Linked DNA regions of Mus musculus: region 1 is linked to region 2. The links are chromatin contacts, called in public HiCAR-type maps. All regions are on one chromosome and are shown on one strand. Each heading gives the region's core, a stretch centred on a gene start, on an enhancer-like site or on the middle of the called end of the contact. The rest is flanking DNA. Distances are from core to core; before and after follow the strand shown. Region 1 has its middle 30 kb from the start of Acad9. Region 2 has its middle 14 kb from the start of Gm25696.

What was found. HiCAR-type assays count read pairs that join an accessible place to other places.
Region 1: a contact with region 2 is called in a HiCAR-type map of embryonic stem cells, with 5 times the contacts expected there. The contact joins two enhancer-like sites. A contact is called at or near these places in 1 of 39 promoter capture datasets (frontonasal cranial neural crest), 3 of 115 datasets of contacts at active chromatin or transcription factors (all in embryonic stem cells) and 1 of 9 other capture datasets (adipose tissue).

The regions. Positions count from the first base shown.
Region 1 is chr3:36,093,227-36,097,761 of GRCm38.p6, reverse strand. No RefSeq gene overlaps it. Among named protein-coding and RNA genes, the nearest start is that of Acad9, 30 kb to the right of the region's middle. Within about 2 kb of position 2,166, at least 22 of the 459 cell types and tissues checked have an H3K27ac peak or open chromatin away from gene starts, as enhancers often do. A contact at or near this core is called in embryonic stem cells, where this site is marked.
Region 2 is chr3:35,719,185-35,723,662 of GRCm38.p6, reverse strand. No RefSeq gene overlaps it. Among named protein-coding and RNA genes, the nearest start is that of Gm25696, 14 kb to the left of the region's middle. Within about 2 kb of position 2,577, at least 134 of the 459 cell types and tissues checked have an H3K27ac peak or open chromatin away from gene starts, as enhancers often do. A contact at or near this core is called in embryonic stem cells, where this site is marked.

The DNA.
Region 1 (4,535 bases), core at 917-3,416, 370 kb before region 2:
CTTCTCAGGCTTTCTTGTTGTAACTGCTTTAACAGGGAAATCAACTAAAAATGTAATTACTCATTGCCTACATTGTTTCTCTATGCTAGGTGTTCCAAATCAGATTAAAACAGATAATAGAACTGCCTATTGCAGTTAAGTACTTGACAATGTAATATTGCCCATATTACTAGGATTCATTAAAATCCTCAAAGACAAGGTATCATGGAACAGGCTTATGGAACTTTAAAACAATATCTTCATATAATAAAAAGGGAGAATTATATTCCTGTACACCACAAATTTGTTTAAATCATGTACTTTTTATTTTAAAATTTAAAAAATAAAATAAAATAAAATTTGGATGCCAAGGAACTCTCTTCTGAATGTTTATGACACTGTACAACTTGGCATACTTATTCCTAGGTGAAATGGAAGGATCCACTTACTGGCATATGGCATAGTCCCAATCAGGCAGGTATCAATATGGGGAAGAGGGCATGTTTTTGGTTTTTTTTCCTCAGGATGCTGCAGGAGCATGGTAGCTGCCAGAGCAATTGGTGAGACATGCTGGCACTGGGACAATGAATGTTGCTGACCGTGAGCTTGCTGAGTGCCCTGACAATGGTGACAGGGAAACTGTATTAGACATCTGCTCCTGACCCACCTTTGCTTGCCTATATCCCAGATTGGACAAGCTGCTTTGCCTCAAGCTTTTAGACCTTGTGGGACAGAGAACATAGAGACTGTGGAAACTGCCTTCAGAAAAACTAATCAAATAGAGAAGTTGTTATAATGACCATTCTCTTTCCTTTACTGTGACTAGTTATTGAAGAAAAAGACAGTAGGCATTTGAAGGGCTGGTTATGGACATTTGAATATATACAACTGCCTTATATAAAGTTACATTTGCAGTGGATAAAATTGGGATAGGATCTGGATTTAGAACAAAGACAGGATCTCAATTTCAAACAAATGTTAGTGCATGTGTTAAGGCTCCTAATCTTTTATTAACTGATCATGTTAAAATTACTTTTGTTTCTTCTACAGTATTTAATACAAGTTATGTTGATTGTACACTTTCTAATTGTGTTAGTGTATTGAGACCTGACATGTCTGTTATAGTGGTCTATCAGCCAGTTTACATTTTATTGACTGTATGACAGGACCTTAGTATTATGAAAAAAGATTACAGATACTGGAAGAAATGAATCAGGCTTTAATCAGAAGCAAGAGGATAGTAGACTTGATTATTGTTGGTATAGCAGCTTTGATTACATTAATAGCTAGCAACACTGCTTTTGCAATTGCTTTGACACAAGAAGTTAGGACAGCTACTTTTGTTAATCATTTAGCAAAAAAAATGTTCCTAGTGCTCTGAGTATTCAAGAGGATTTAGATAGGCATTTGGAACAATGGACTGATGCTCTTTATACTATTCAAATTATTAGAGCGGAGGTTCAAAGTTTCAGAAGAAGCCATCTCAAGTGTCATGCTAAATATTTGTGTTACTTCTAAAAGTATTTGTGTTACTTCTAAAAGTTACAATGACAGACACTATAATTGGGAGAAATTTTAAAGATATTGTAGGGTATTTGGCATAATACTAACACCTCTCTGGATATTTTAACTTTGCATAATGAGATTACGAACTTAAAGAATGCTGCTCCGATGAGTTTTATTGCTGCAGTTACTGCTAATAAAATTATTCATGACTTAAGGTCAGTATTTCCATCTTGGTCAAGCTTCAAGAATGGCATATATAGCTTGATCATGTTAGCCCTTCTTGTCCTGGAAAAGCTTTTATTCCTGCTATTGTAATAAAACTTGCCTTTAACAACATCAACATGTTGGTGGCCAAAATACTTGGTTTGAAACTAAAACTGGATCCCCAGACAGAGTCATTAATTTAACTGGCTGGCAGTCAAAGACAGGTAAGATTCTGCACAGAGCCTTACCAACCTAAGACAAAAATGCATTGCTTTTGATAATGAATAGAAACCATGACTAAGACAGGTATAAAAGCAGACCGGGAAAAAAATAAACGTGTTTCTGCCTCAGCACTGGCTGGAGTCATGTTATAGTGTTGCCTAATTGTCCTTTCTTTTTTCAATCCTCACTCCCTCCCTTGACACCCTGCTGACTGAGTGAGCTGACTTAGTTATCCACCCCAGTGAGACACTTCATACACTTCCTCCAACAGTGCCACTCCCTGATGACTAAGCATTCAGACACAAGTCTGTGGAGGGCATTCTTATTCAAACCACCACAGCTTTCACATATGTTGGGCTTCCAGGACCAGAACTCTAAAAAACATGGAGACTGAATAGACTAACATTTTCCATTCTCCCCTAACCATCCTGGAGCCAGAGGGAACTTCACCTTTCAATTCAGTGTAGCAGTGCCAGCAATTTATTTTATAAGTATTCTTTTTTTTTTTAACTTTTATTTTCTGAGACAGGTGGGTTGGTCTCAGACTCAGAAAACCACCTGCATCTGCATTCCAGGTGCTGGGATTAAAGGTGTGTGCCAACATACCTGGGGACCATAAATTATGTGTGTGGCTGTGCACATGGGTACAGACGCCTGTAAAGATCAGAGGTATTGTATTCCTTGGAGTGTCAGGTAGTTATTAGCTGCCTGATGTTGAGTGCTGGGAACTGAACTTGGGTCCTCTGCAAGCATATTATGTGCTCTAAGCCACTGAGCTATCTCTCCAGCTCCACTTCCTAATTATAACCCTCCACAGCTTCAAGGATCTATATTATCTGTGGGCCCTAAAGGTATTCCAATGTTTTCCTCCTAGTTACTTTACCTGCTTCAATTGCTTTTTTTTTTCAAAGTGGATCTCATATTTAATTATTATTCTTTCTCTTTTATTTTTAACTATGTGAATATGGGTTATGGGTACATGCATGAGGATATAGATAGGTGTCCAAGGAAGCTAGAGAATACTTTCTGGATGTGGAGTTAGTAGTGAGCCACTTGACAAACATGCTGAGAACTGAATTATGGTCCTCTCCGAAAGCAATACACACTCTTAACCACCGAGCTCTTTTCAGATCCTTAACCTTTATTCTGATCCACTCTGCTCCCCTTCCACTTCTAATCTTAGTAAAATCTGAGCACACACCACTCTATACTTGTTTATTCTCCCACAACTACTGAAATCGAAGGATTACTGGATAGTATGACAATTACATAGTAGTAACATCAAACTGCTGTGGTTGATTCTGCAGTTAAAACTACACAGAGCTTACACAGGGAGCTTATACCAGGCACTTTGAGCTCAGGTCTGAGGTATTATTTTCTAAACTACACAATACTACCACACTAAAGTCTCACTCAAACACGGCAAATACTTCAACTGAAAGGACACATCTAATAAAAAAAAAAAAAAAAAAACGCAAACCAATGAACATGTAGAAATCCCAAAGAATAATATAAGAAATGTGAGACCCAGGTTAATGACTCTGTGATAAGCACAGACAGCGCGAGTCCAGTGCATCTATATCCATAGCAAAAATGGTAAATGCTGAGACCTTCAGGCAGGATCAGGTATGGGGGAAGACAGGAGAGAAGCCCAGTGGGCCAGGAGAATGAATAGAAATATGCAGCAGTATGGGGTAGAGGGCAGGGTTGGGGGGGGGGGGACCTCTAGAAAGTCCCAGACACCAGGGATGTGAGAGGCTCACTGGATCCAATGACGATGACCTTAGCAGAAATGCCCAACAGTGGGGAGATGGAACCTAAAAAGACCACCTCCAGTAGATAGGCATGGCCCCCATTTGAGGCATGGTGCCATCCAACTATCTTCAAAGTTTTTGACCCAGAATTGCTCCTGTCTAATGGAAATGCAGAGACAAAAATGGAGCAGATACCGAAAGAAAGGTCATCCAGAGATGGGCCCAATTTGCAATCTATCCTATGTAAAGGCACCAAACACCAACACTATTACTGCTGTGTTTGCAGATAGGAGCCCAGCATGGCTGTCCTCTGAGAGGCTATACCAGCAGCTAACTGAGACAGATGAAGATACTTACAGCCAACCATTAAAAGATACTTACAGCCAACCAGGGACCCATATGGAAGAGTTAGAAGGACTGAAGGAGCTGAAGGGGACTGCAACCCCCCTAGGAAGAACAACAGTGTCAACTAACCCAGACCACTGGGAGCTCCCAGACTAAGCCACCAAGCAATGAGCATACATGGCTGATCTGTGGCTCCACTACATGTGTAGCAGAAGACTGCTTTCTCTGGCCTCTGTGGGAAAGGATGTGCTTAATCTTGTACAAACTTGATGCCCCAGGGAAGGTGGGAGTGAGCACCCTCTCAGAAGCAAAGGGGAAAGGGATGGGGTGAAGAACTCATGGAGGAGGGACCAGGAAAGGGGGGGGGGGGGAAGGCAACGTTTGAAATGTAAATAATTAATAAAAATTAATAATAATAAAAGAAATTGATGGCAGAGAAACTCAAGAGCCCATGAAATTAAAGAAGAGGCAGAGATAAAAGTAAAAACTGGGAAGCTATTCAATAAAATTATAGCAAAAATGTTT
Region 2 (4,478 bases), core at 1,328-3,827:
TCAGACCTTAGAATTAAAACATTGAGCCTTGATCAGAGAACTTTGCCTTGGCTTGTTATTTCTGTCGCCATCCTTCCCATCCATCAACTCCAGCTTTCCTTTTAGGAACCTGTGGCAGCTGGCGGCTACATCTGAAGATAGAAGGAGGCAGGTTCTCACTGCCATCGCTTGTTCAGACTCCACTACTCCTGCAGGTACTCATCCTCGACATTTGTGTGTGCAGCAATACATTTCCCTTTTCTTTTCCATTCAACATTTTTTCAATACAAGGATTTGAACTCAGGGTCTTGCACTTGCTAGGCAAACACTCTACCACTGACCTACAACCCAGCCTGTGTAATTAAATGTCTGATTAACATAGGCAATGCATGATTAGGAGCAGGGTTTTATGAAGATTAATACAATGGCAAATGGAGTGCAGAAAACTATTTCCATGGAAATAGAACAGAAGGAAAAGAAAAGAGAAGAATGTTGGAAAGAGAAAGAGAGCTTGGGAGCAGGGACCAAGGGCCTATGATGTAATCCCAGATGCTCGGGAGGCTCGAGCGGGAAGATCCCCTGAGGTCCAGAGTTTGGGGTCAGTATGGACAGCAAAGCAAACTCTGTGAGTGAGAAAAAGTGCCATTTAATTAACAGTGGATCCGAGGGAGGAGCTTAAGAGGCCACGCCTTTGTTGGGTAGGATGTGATGTACTTTTAAGAGGTGTACCTACTGATGTCTGTGCCACTGTAAACAACCCATAACAGATGCTCATATAAGCAACGCTCATCACATGCAGATGTGTGTGCAAGCACATGTGCGTGCACACACACACAAACACACACACATACACACAAGTTGGGAAGTAGAAAAAGATCGGAAGTATTGGGAGCTCCCTCCCAAGAGAAGGCAATGGGGGTAAATATGAGTAAAATATATAATATGTACTTATAAAATATAATGAAATTTATTATATGAATTTCATAACAACATGTATGCTGTTAATAATAATTATATATATGTTAGTAAAACTTAAAGAAGGTGTTGAGTATTATAACAGGGATGAGAGTTTGAGATGATAACAGGAAAGTCAAATGGAAATATCAGGAGATAGTGAAATGTAGAATAAAAAAGCCCAGTAGGGAATTCAGGATCTAAGTTCTGACGTATAAATGTGTAGCCAAAATGGATCAGAGTGTCAATCAAAGAGTGTGTGTGTTCAGGTGTACAACAGTGAAATGACAGACAGAACAATTTAGAGCAACCAAATAAGGGGAAAACAAAAACAAAAACCAAACCAGGCCTCTGTTAGACATCTAGTCTGAACGCTTAGTGGCTCAGGAGGCCAAGTGATCCGTTTGGAACAGGCCAGTGAGTTAGTACAGCTGTTATAATGTCAAGCAGCTGGAAGACTCAGATGTAGGTGCCATTTTTGTCACAGTGGATGTGGAGAGGAAATGGGTGAGGACCAAGGGGAATGGGTGGAAATTTTGATAAGAAATATCCATTAGAATTGAGAGATAGAGAACCTTTCCAATAGGAGGGCCACCAAGGTAAAGACAGCTGCAACAAAATGGTTGTCTTCTGGTGCACACTGCAGGTCTGCCAGAACTCTGCAAGTGGAAACAGGTTCCCTTTGAAGTGAGGGTGACATAGAGGAAGAAGCTGTGGGTGGAGACCAAGAAGAAGAAGCTGGGTAAAATGTTAATGGAACAGCTTTGCCTAGGCCTTTTGTTTTATTTCTGAGTTTGAAAAGGTAGACAAAGGAGAGAGGTGTGCGTTGGTTCCATAGAATAAGGAAGGAGACAAGGCGGACAGGGTGGAGAATGTAGATGGAGAGCAGGGCAGGACCTTCAGTCCCAGCTTGGCAGAGAATGGGAAAGAGAAAGTGCAGATGTGAGGAGCCTGGAGAGGAGCCAGGGAGCTGGTGACTTTTTTTTTTTCAGCACAGATATGGGGTGCAGGGGTGGGAGTGGGGCCTACTCCATTTACCTGACTCGGGGAATCATATTACTGTTGGACAGCCAGACTGCTTTTTTCCCCATGAGGTGTCACAGGAGATTGCATTGCTGTAAACTGTAAACTGATGTTTGTGCTAGGGAGGTACAAAAGAAAGAAAAAGAGAAGGAAGGAAGGAAGGAAGGAAGGAAAGAAAGAAAGAAAGAAAGAAAGAAAGAAAGAAAGAAAGAAAGAAAGAAAGAAAGGAAGGAAGAAGAGAGAGGCAGGAAGGAAGGAAGAAAGGAAGGAAGAAAGAAAGAAAGGAAGGAAGGAAGGAAGGAAGGAAGGAAGGAAGGAAGGAAGAAAGAAAGAAAGAAAGAAAGAAAGAAAGAAAGAAAGAAAGAAAGAAAGAAAGAAAGGATCCAGTCTGCCTTAGCCACGTAACTCTTACTGAAATGTGTTGAGTACTGATGACAAGGACAACAGAAGGCAGTTCCATCACAGATGACATATATGGCAAAACCAGCGTCACTTATAGAGTCAAAGTACAGACTTAATTGAGGGTGAAGTCAATTTCACAATGTGCTGTGTGATGTGTACTCTTGTCTCAGGAAGCTCCCCCACCCTGGTCAGGGAGAAGTCGCAAGTTCGGTGGGTGTGGTTTACCTCTCTGAGTAACAAATTCAGCTCAACAAGAAGAAAGACCTGTAATGAGTCAGAAGCGCAGTCAGGAGGAAATCTACCCTTAAAGCTCACTACAGACCCAGCTAGCTTTTCAGAAGCAGAACTGGAGAAACCTGTTTTAGAAGCAGCACTGGCCTCCTGATACAGGCTCTTCAGCCTCTCCCTTTCCACAATTTTCCTTTAAGGCAGGTGACTTTTGCCCTGGAAAAACTAGCCACTACCAGTAGTGGTGGGGATGACAGCCCCACCCAAGGTTTCTGCCTTCCCTTTTATCAGTCATTTGCTCTGCAAAGTCCTATAACTCCTCCTTTCCTGGCACTTCCAGTTCCCGGAAGTACTCCTTTTTGGGTCTATAGAAAGAATTTTTAAAAAGGGTGGAGTCAGGACTGGGTGGGCTGCTGAGTGATGTAGGGTAGCACTCTCTGATCTAGAACTCCATCGCTAAAGACACTTCTAAAGAGTGCAGGGCCTCGGGAACTGCAGGCATAGAAGCTCATACTTATAAGGGCAATAGAGTATGGGAGAACGTACTTAGAAAGTAGAATTCTGGGGCCATCTCTAATACCATGGACTCATAGTGACACATTTGTGTGAGAGTCTATGACTATAACACGAAATTACCTATGATCACAGGGTCTTAACAAACTCGGAATTGCTTTTTGGGAAGGGCCAGTACTCCCTCTGGGGTATTTGAAACTGGAGACTTTGTAGTTGCTGAATCTGCTGGAGTGCTCCAGACATTTAGAAGGTGTGGGGCATTTAAGTAACAATACTGCAGAAAAAGAGCTACAGACACAGGGCTGGTACTAGTTGGTTACCATAGATCTAGTAGAACAGAATATTCCCTTCAAGCCTACTAGACCCTATGTTGTTGGCTTTTTTTTTTTTTAAACTTGATGGATCACATTATTTGAAAATACCATTGAATATAGTTGGGCTTAGTATGTGCGAGTAAGACAGGGTCTCAATAAGTTGAGGCCAGCTCAAAGTGGCCTCACACTGACTGTGTAGCTGACCTTGAACTTCTGACTCTCCTGCAGCAATTACAAGCATACACCACGTTGCTCAGTCACACGTGGTTCTGAAGATTAGACTCAGGACTTCCTGCACTCTACGCAAGCTCTTTGCCGACTGAACTACAACCCTAGCCTCAAGTTGTTTACGTCTTTACTAATTGTTTCAGTGCTGTTTTCCAATATGAGAAGCAAGATAAACACCAAGGGGTGGACCCAGAAGTTCTTCTCCTCTCCCTCTGTTCCCCGAGACCCAATCCCAAACCCTGCAACAGTTCACTAGCTGAAGCTCCCTTCCTCCTTCCCCCATTTCCTGTAGATTCCACTGACCACTCCCTCCTAACCCCCACCCCCAAACCTCATCTTAGTATCCCAGCCTCCAACACCGGTGTGCATTCCCTGTGAACATACAAGCAGAGCAGGTCAGGAAAACAGGCAACATGCAGCCATCACACTCCCTGAAAATCCAAAGAGGAAACAGAAACCAAGGAACACAATACCCAGACATAAAAGACAAATCCAGAAAACAGCATCTAGACCTATAATCACCAAAAACCCAGATGTTGACACACTAGCATAAGAACACACTCAACAACAGCCAGGGGCATGGCAATAGCCACGTCTCCATTGGCAGTGAATATTCCAACATAACTGAAGCACAGGAAACAAGTTTAAAATCAAATATATGATGATGATGATGATAGAGATCCATAAAGAGAAAATGAATAAATGCCTTTTAAAAATCCTAAAAAATACAAACACTGGGAAGGAATGAGTAAATTCCTTAAAGGAAACCCAAGAAAATACAAACAGGTGAAGGAAACAAATAAAACTGTTCAAGACCTGAAAATGGAAATGAAAGCA